3 separate regions of the Mus musculus genome follow, and all the other regions are linked to region 1. The links are chromatin contacts, called in public HiChIP or PLAC-seq and promoter capture Hi-C maps. All regions are on one chromosome and are shown on one strand. Each heading gives the region's core, a stretch centred on a gene start, on an enhancer-like site or on the middle of the called end of the contact. The rest is flanking DNA. Distances are from core to core; before and after follow the strand shown. Region 1 has its middle 9.9 kb from the start of Sp7. Region 2 overlaps Atf7 (activating transcription factor 7). Region 3 holds the start of Atf7 (activating transcription factor 7).

Evidence for each region. Promoter capture Hi-C pulls out the DNA fragments that hold promoters and counts their contacts. HiChIP or PLAC-seq counts read pairs in DNA pulled down with a chosen protein or histone mark.
Region 2: a promoter capture Hi-C map of neural stem cells shows a contact between it and region 1. The contact joins two enhancer-like sites. A contact is called at or near these places in 5 of 39 promoter capture datasets (the HPC-7 cell line, cranial neural crest, neural stem cells and 2 more), 4 of 484 Hi-C or Micro-C datasets (CD4 T cells, the CH12 cell line, the G1E-ER4 cell line and 1 more) and 1 of 9 other capture datasets (liver).
Region 3: a contact with region 1 is called in a FOXA1 HiChIP or PLAC-seq map of pancreatic cancer cells. The contact joins the promoter of Atf7 here to the enhancer-like site in region 1. A contact is called at or near these places in 8 of 39 promoter capture datasets (the C10 cell line, cranial neural crest, fetal liver and 4 more), 1 of 115 datasets of contacts at active chromatin or transcription factors (pancreatic cancer cells) and 3 of 9 other capture datasets (adipose tissue, liver and pancreatic islet).

What each region holds. Positions count from the first base shown.
Region 1 is chr15:102,374,904-102,377,603 of GRCm38.p6, reverse strand. No RefSeq gene overlaps it. Among named protein-coding and RNA genes, the nearest start is that of Sp7, 9.9 kb to the right of the region's middle. Within about 2 kb of position 1,288, at least 222 of the 459 cell types and tissues checked have an H3K27ac peak or open chromatin away from gene starts, as enhancers often do. A contact at or near this core is called in adipose tissue, cortical neurons, fetal liver and 6 more, where this site is marked.
Region 2 is chr15:102,545,467-102,548,286 of GRCm38.p6, reverse strand. Atf7 (activating transcription factor 7) reads left to right here. Exons shown (of 12, transcript NM_001310067.1): 7 at 415-514; 8 at 1,020-1,133; 9 at 1,730-1,882. Among named protein-coding and RNA genes, the nearest start is that of Npff, 22 kb to the right of the region's middle. Within about 2 kb of position 1,461, at least 45 of the 459 cell types and tissues checked have an H3K27ac peak or open chromatin away from gene starts, as enhancers often do. A contact at or near this core is called in cortical neurons and neural stem cells, where this site is marked.
Region 3 is chr15:102,624,114-102,626,813 of GRCm38.p6, reverse strand. Atf7 (activating transcription factor 7) reads left to right here and starts at 1,350. Exons shown (of 12, transcript NM_001310067.1): 1 at 1,350-1,452.

The sequences.
Region 1 (2,700 bases), core at 39-2,538:
GCTTGGTGAGGGGCTAAAGAGTCAGCCCCTCTCCTCTCCGCATTGAAGGGGCTTTGAAGCTCATGTCCAGGACTGGGAGGGATGCCTAATTGGGATAATGGAGGTTAATGGGGCGCCTGGAGGGGGTGGCCACGCTTCTAGATCAAAGAAGCCAGCTCTTCCCAACCACCACAGCTGGAGGTCACAGCTGGAGGGGGAGGGGCAGGGACTCAGAGCCAGCCAGCAGGGGGTGCTCTGGCCTCGGAATGCTTGTCCTCTGGCGTCTCAGGCTCCTTCTTCGATCTGCTTTTGCCCGAGAACGCTTATCCTGAGGTTCTGAGTCCTCTTTTTTGGGTGCTGGGGAAGAGGGAAAGGTCAACAGGATGTCAACTTCCTCAGGTTGTTGCAGGGTCCCAAAGCACTAGCTTTAGATCCAGTTTGGAGAAAGCCAAGGCTGGGAGGCTAAGTTTATAAGGGAGGCAGAGAAAGACCCGACTTGGCATTGGGGGTGTTGGCTAGGATGGAGGCCAAGGGGCACCAGCGCTTCCCCGCCATCGCCCCCCTCCCCGGGGTTGGCGCTCCCTCTCGGGCTCTAATCGGCGCGGCGGCCGCAGCGGGCAGAGTCAGCGCCGCCAGTCTCCGGGACGCGACTCCCAGCAATTGTGGTCGGGACCGCAGATATGCAGCTGCCTCCTGCCCGGGCGCCTGGCCCGGCCGGCCCCGCCTGCGCCCCGCCCCGCCCCCAGCCGGCCCGCCCCTTGCCTGCCAGCAGCACCGGGACACTGAGGCATGCAAGAGGTCCCAGGTGGCCAGCGTAAGCGGTGGAGATGCCCCAGCCCAGACCTCACTATGTTCATTGTCCCTCTGCCCGCTCTGTTTCTCAGCTTTAGCTGGAGGCTTATACTTTCACTGTACGCCTTGCTTCGAGCCTCCTCTTGGAAAAAGTCGAACAGTGCTTTGATGCTTTGAAATGCAGGGGAGGGGAGGGATGTCTGACTGAGATGGAGGAGGAGGGTGGAGATGGGCGCGATGGCGGACTCTCATTGACAAGGGCAGCGGGGAAAGTTTCTAAGTAGAGGAGAAAAGGACGGAATGGGAGAAGCAGGGGCGAGTGTCAAAGGGTAGGAAAATAGTTCTTTAGAGGCACCCCAGCCATTCAGGGGCTTCCTGCTAGAATGCTGAGAGAAAACGCTCAGATACTGCACTGGCCCCTTCCTCAATGCTGAGCAGAGCCACTGACTATCCAGAGCTATTCTCAGCACTGAACTTTAAAACCTGCATGCCTGCTCATTTTTCCTGTGAGGCTGGCTCTCCTTTCCACCCCGTACACTTTGACCTCTGGCTTGGTGTGATGACACCAATTGCCATCCTCATCTCCAGTTTTGTCCTCCAGCAACCTGTGATGAACTAACACGTATCATGTATGAAGCAAGTACTAAGCGGTGGATACTGTTTATAGTTAAGGGATAGAGGTGTAGTCCAGTGGTAGTTATAAGTGTAGTCTGGTAGTAGTTATAAGTGTAGTCTGGTAGTAGTTATAGGTGTAGTTTAGTTATATTATAGGTGTAGTCCAGTGGTAGTTATAGGTGTAGTTTAGTGGTAGAGCGCTTATGTAGTTTGTGTGAGACCCTGTGATTGATGTCTAGCATCGAGTGGGTGGTCCAGCATACATTTCTAATTTTTGTGGGTTTTAAAAAATTAGCCAGGCCGTAGTGGCCCATACCTTTAGCCCCAGAGCTCAAAGGCAGAGGCAGGAAGATCTCTGTGAGTTTGAAGCCAACCTGGTCTACAGAGTGAGTTCCAGGACAGCCAGGGCTCACAGTGAAACCCTTTCTCAAAAAACCAAATAAACCAAATTGCTTTTGAGTGTGTGTGTGTGTGTGTGTGTGTGTGTATGTGTGTGTGTGTCACAATGCATATGTGGTGGAGGTCAGGAGTCAGTGCTATCCTTTTACCTTGTAGGTCACAGGGATAGAATTCAGGTCCCCTGGCACGATGGCAGGTATCTTTACCCACTGAGCACTGTGCACAGTTTCAAATCATTATAACAACCTTGAGAGATGACTGTCTTGTTTCTCCTTTCTACAGAAGAGGAATCCTAGGTTAAACAGTTTGCCCAAGCTTGCACCATACTAAATGGCTGACAGACACAGAACTGTCGGGCTCTAAGACCCCCTTTCATGCTCATCTTTGCAGCCAGGGCTATCTTTTTAATATACAAACATTTCTATATGTTGTCCTGGGGATTAAGGTCACATACCTTGCATAGCTGATGAGACATTTCCCACCCCCACTTTCTCTCTCATGTTCTGGGGTGGAACTCCTGGGATCTATGCTTGTGAAACACTCTACCACTGTCTACAGAATCCAACCCCCACATCCCCTTTGTGTGTGTGGCAGAGCTTCACTAAATTGCCTATGCTGGCCGTGGGCTCTTGAGTAGCCCGCAGTCTCTGGAGTAGCTGGGAATACAGGCCCATTCCACGAGGCCTGGTTCAGCCTTCACCCTATGCTCCAGTCATATGCACAGAGGTGCTAACTCTTCTTACCCTGGAACAATGTGCATTTGCAATATTTCTATTTTGTTGTTGTTTTCTTGGAGGACGGAATGTCGGGATATAGCTGCCTGACCTGGAATTCACAATTCTCTTGCCTTTCTGCCTTCTGTCCCAATTGTCGTAATTGCCAGTGTGTTCAACCTCACCCCGCCAGACCAAGTCT
Region 2 (2,820 bases), core at 212-2,711, 170 kb before region 1:
CAAGTAGACTAGGGCTTGCCTGATGTGTCTAAAGCATTTTTGTTTAATCCCTAGAAAACAGACTCATTTCTCACCATCTGTTTTTCCATGTTCAAGAGAATGTCAAGGTTTTATAGTGCTACTCTATACCGTCCCCAATGAGAAGACTGTAAAAAACATTCTCTGATTGTACAAGGAAGGCCAATAGGCAAAGGGTCAAGGCTGTGATATTTAGGGGCTGGAGAGATGACTCAGTGGTTAAGAACACAGAGGTCCTGAGTTCAATTCCCACAACCACATGGTGGCTCTAACCATCTGTAATGGGATATGATGCCCTCTTCTGGTGTGTCTGAAGACAATGTTTTTGTATATATTCATATATAAAATAAATAAATCCTTTAAAAAATATATTGTGATATTTCATTTCTCCTGCAGATCTCCTACTGGCTCCCTCCCTCTCGTCATGCATCTTGCTAATGGACAGACCATGCCTATGTTGCCAGGGCCTCCAGTACAGATGCCTTCTGTTATTTCGGTGAGCTTTGTAGTTGAGCAGCCAAACCTACCAGCACACCGATTCCTCCTTTCCACCTGAATGATCATAACCCCAAGACCCCAGGGATATGTGGGCCTGGACTGTATTAGTTGTGTGTGGCAATGTGCCCAAACTCTTCACTAACCTCTGCCAGTGCAACACTGTGAAGCACTAGACAAAGCTTCATCTGGACAGTTGGCTCCTAGTCAAGGAGTTGATCTTGCCAACCTGCTGACTGGTTGACTTCACTCACCCCATAGCTTCTCCTGCACTGCTTACCCCTTTCCTGAAGATACACTCTCAGTCTTTCCCACAGAAAAGGACTGCAGAATGAGGTTCCTTACTCTGTGGTACTCCTTAGGAAAGATGATTTCCCAGGCTATCCCTGCTTGTCTTGTGAGCAGGTTACACAGAACAGACCCTGACATACCAATCTCAAAAACACTTGATTTGGGGAAAACAAATGCTACCATATCTCCTGGTTTTGATCCTTCTCTTGATTTAGCTGGCCAGACCTGTGTCCATGGTGCCCAACATTCCTGGTATACCTGGCCCACCGGTTAACAACAGTGGCTCCATTTCTCCCTCTGGCCACCCTATGCCGTCAGAAGCCAAAATGGTGAGTATACCCTAGTCTGGAGTACTTCTAATTGTTGGCCTTCTAGAAGAAGTAATAACAGTCTAGATTTTTCAAGTGAACCAAGCAAAGGAACCTTCTGAGGTTTGCATAGCTAAAGATATTCTGCTGTGGGGTTGGAAAAGACCCTGATTTCTAAGTCTCCTGTCCCCACCCTTACAGCCTGGCACAGGCCATGGCACAGGAAGAAGCAGCACAGATTGTTTGGAATGGAACACTTGCTATTTCAGTTCCAGGACAACAGATGGAGGGGGTGAGTGGGCAGGGGAGCTGGCCAAGTGGTGAATAGCTGCGTAACTAGCATCTGGCCAGGTTCCAGGAGAGAGCTTTCATGTGGGACCTATTGCTTCCACAAGCCCCAGTCCCCAGCTGTGCCCAGGATAATAGTCAGGGAACAAGAGTAGGCATTTCAGGGATCCAGGTGGGCACTTTTCTCTTCCTGTCATTTTCTTTTAGTTCCCTGTTAAGAAAAACTTGGGGCAAGAATTTTAATTATAAGATCAGTAATACAATCAGTTCATCCTTCCTATCCTTGACAGAACCTCACTCTTGCCTTCTTAAATAATCTTTCCACATAGAGACTAAAAGCCACGCTGACCCATCAAGTTTCTTCAATCAATGGAGGTTGTGGAATGGTGGTGGGTACTGCAAGCACCATGGTGACTGCCCGTCCAGAGCAAAACCAGATCCTCATCCAGCACCCAGATGCCCCATCCCCTGCCCAGCCACAGGTCAGTTGTGCCCTTGGACGAGCACTGCAGGTGTGCTGCCCCTACTCTTTATGTTATATCTGTTTTTCAAGAATCATGAGATGGGAAAAGAATAAATTTAGCTTTTGGGGTAACCAGCTATTTGGTAGATTGACTACAGCAAAACAAACTATTCATTATCTACCTTCATGTTAGGCATAAATGCAAACAGCTTGAATTATGCAGAGCTTTTGCAGAAGAGGCCTCTGTATCTCCTGCTTATCTGTTAAGTCATAACAAAAAAGTTATCACGGGGCTGATGAGATGGCTCAGTGGTTAAGAGTGCCGACTGCTCTTCCAAAGGTCCTGAGTTCAAATCCCAGCAACCACATGGTGTCTCACAGCCATCTGTAATGAAATCTGATGCCCTCTTCTGGAGTGTCTGAAGACAGTTACAGTGTACTTACATATAATAAATAAATAAATTTAAAAAAAAAACAATCTTTAAAAAAAAAAGTTATCAGTCACCGGATTAGAGTTTATGGCATAAGACTCATAAGAATATATTAGGGGCTAGAGAAATGACTTAGCAGTTCAGATCTGCTCTTCAGATTTGAATTGAACTGCAGAGGTCCTGAGTTCAATTTCACAGCAACCACATGGTGGCTCATAACCATCAATAATGTAGTCTGATGCTCTCTTCTGGTACTCATACATAAATAAATAAATCTTAGGGAAAAAAAGAATATATTGATACTGGGACTGGAGAGATGGCTCAGCAGTTAAGAGCACTGGCTGTTCGTCCAAAGGACCTGAGTTCAGTTCCCAGCATGGCAGCTCACTACTGTCTATAACTGTAGTCCCATGGGATCCCATAACTTATTTTTTTGTTTGTTTGTTTGTTTCTCATTATGGATGGTTGTGAGCCACCATGTGGTTGCTGGGATTTAGACTCATGACCTCTGGAAAAGCAGTCAGTG
Region 3 (2,700 bases), core at 101-2,600, 250 kb before region 1:
AGTTTCAGGGTACCTGGTGCCCTCTTCTTGCCTCCACAGGTAGGCATCTGGTATGTAGATGGTATACATTCAGGCCAGACAAGTGGCTCATACTTAATACAAGTACTTAGGTGGAGGCTGACACAGGAAAATGAGTTTCAGGACAGCTTGGCTTCAAAATAAGCCCTGCCTCATTCATAAATAAATAAATAAATAAATAAATAAATAACTTTCTCAAGAGGACTTCTCTCAATACTAGCAATAGTGTTTTTCCCCTCTTAGAGTTGCTTTCGGTCTCATTACCCTGAAAAGCTCTTCACTTTCTGAAGTAAGTATAATTATTGACTTATGACCTATCTCTCCCTCAACCGTAAAATAAAAATTCTGTCAGAGAAATTTTCCACATGACCAGGACAGTGTTGTGTGTGCTTTTGTTTTTGACGTAGTATGTGCTGTTGGTATTTCAATAAAATACTTGCTGGGTAACATATACAAATTTTAAAAAAAAAAATCACTGTGCTGTGGCTTCACACTGAGCTACACTAACAGTCCTACTTTCTCTCTGTAAGTGTGTGTGTGTGTGTTGTTCACAGGTATGGAGGGTTGTCCAAGAGACCAGATGACAACTTCAGGTTTGGTTCCTCAGAGCTATCCCCCTTATTTTTATTGTTTGTTTAACGCGGGATTTCCCACTGGCCCAGAAGGCTAGACTGGTGATCATCCATGGTCTTTTGGGGGTGGGGTGGGGGGTTGTTGAGACAAGGATAGCGCTGGCTGTCCTGGAATTCGCTATGTAGACCAGGCTGGCCTCGAACTCACAGAGATCCGCCTGCCTCCATGTGGCGATTAGAGGCGGGCGCCGCCGCGGTGAGGCTGGAGTTGAACGTACTTCCTCACACTACCATCGTAGCTCACACACAGCACACACCGGGCAGGGGCTTCGGCCAGTGAGGTGCTGTCAAGTGTAAAGCAGAAAGTGCAAGCAGTCACCTGCTCGGATCGACTCTTGCTTAACTTCCTCCACACAACTAATGACCAGCTTGGTGACTGAAGTCCCTCTCTTGGCTCCGCTCCCTTAATTCCCCTTTATCCGAGGGCTGCCTGAGACACTCTCAGTCCCTCCCTGCCTTTGCTTCACCTTCGGACCTCCACAGCTACAGACAGATCGGCAGCGTTAGACGCCAGGGCCGCTCTCCCCGCGCTGCCCACACTTTGCAGCCGAACACGTGCGAGTCGTGTGTACAGCGCTCGCCCAACCTTCCACTCAAGCCACGCTCACAGCAAGCCCCGCCCCTAGGCCCTGGTCCAACTCAGCCCCACGAGTCGCGCCCTCGCCCCCACTTCTCGCGAGAAGTGAACACGCCTGGCCGGACGGGAGGAAAGTATCTGCTCCGCTGAGGGGGGAAAGGAGGAGCAGGAGACAGATTGTGGGACCGAGCGCGGGCGGGCGGGAGGCGCCGGAGCTACCAGCGGGTGAGTCCTGTTAACATTAGCTAGTCCGTGGCCTGACAGGAGTCTCTCCTTCTACTCTGGCCAGTCCCAGCGTCCCGGGCCGGGGTCTCCCCTCCCAGTCTGTTGGACGGGGGCGCTGAGGCGGTGGCCAGGCCTGTCTGAGGAAGAGGGTGGGGCGTAGGCTAAAGACAACCAATAGGAGAGAAGGAAGCCACAATTGGCGGCCATGAGCGCTAATGGGAGATCGCCTTTACCTTGCGGAGTGCCGCCCTCTTCTCTTCTCCCGCCTCCTTCCTTTTGGAGGAAGGCGGGGCCAGAGGACTGAAGTGTGGGGAGAACTTGGGGTAAGTAGCCCCGGGGGGCACAGGGCGTGGCGAGGAAAGGGGGGTTGAATCCTGAGGGAAGCGAAGTCTAGTGGAAGTCTAATGGAGGGATCTTGGAGTGGAAGATAGAGGAGGACTGCTAAACTAGGTTGAAGACTCAAAAGATTTCCCAAAAAGTGGGTTTAGGGCTTGGCACTGCAGAAGGCAGAGGTAAATAGGCAGGAGGTAGGTTTGGGTGACGAGAGCCTGGCTCAGGTGAAAGCACGCGTTGTGTGGTCGAAGTGGAGCATTGGGAAACGGGGGTCCTGGCGTTTCGATTGAATTCAGAAGAATCTGAGCAAGAGACACGGTGTCAGAAAGTATGGATCTGGACAGATTAAGTGGATGAGTTTAGGAGGACATGTGAGTGGGTTGGGTTGCTAGAAGGCATCGCTTCGGTGATAATATGGAAATCCAGAGGGTAAGGGGGGATATTTGGAGAAGAGACAGCGACTGACATACAGTCTGGTTCTTTCTTCAGTCGGGAGACCGCCAGGATACTGCTTAGTGTTTTTTGGTGGATATGGCACCCAGACTGGTGACCAGCCAGCCAAAATGCTGGCCCGGGGGTTGAGAAGAAGAAAAGTAGGGCGCTACTCTGATTGTCATTTTTCCAGTGTTCCACTTTCCAAGTTTCATTTCTTTCAGAACACAGGGATGTGGGCCTGGGACTTCGCAGTCCAAGTTGGAGACCCGTTGGGACTTCTATGTTGCTCTGAAATGCTTATTATGTGCACTCACTGGGGTGTTTACTACCCAGGGCACCTCCTACCCAGATTCCCGTGTTACTACTTTCCTAACTTTGTTTTCTGCTTAGCAGAGGGTGTTTTAATATCTCTCAGGGTTCATATGAAGTATAGGTTTGTGGAGATGTGCAGGTTTTTTTTTTTTTTTAATTTCAGCAAAC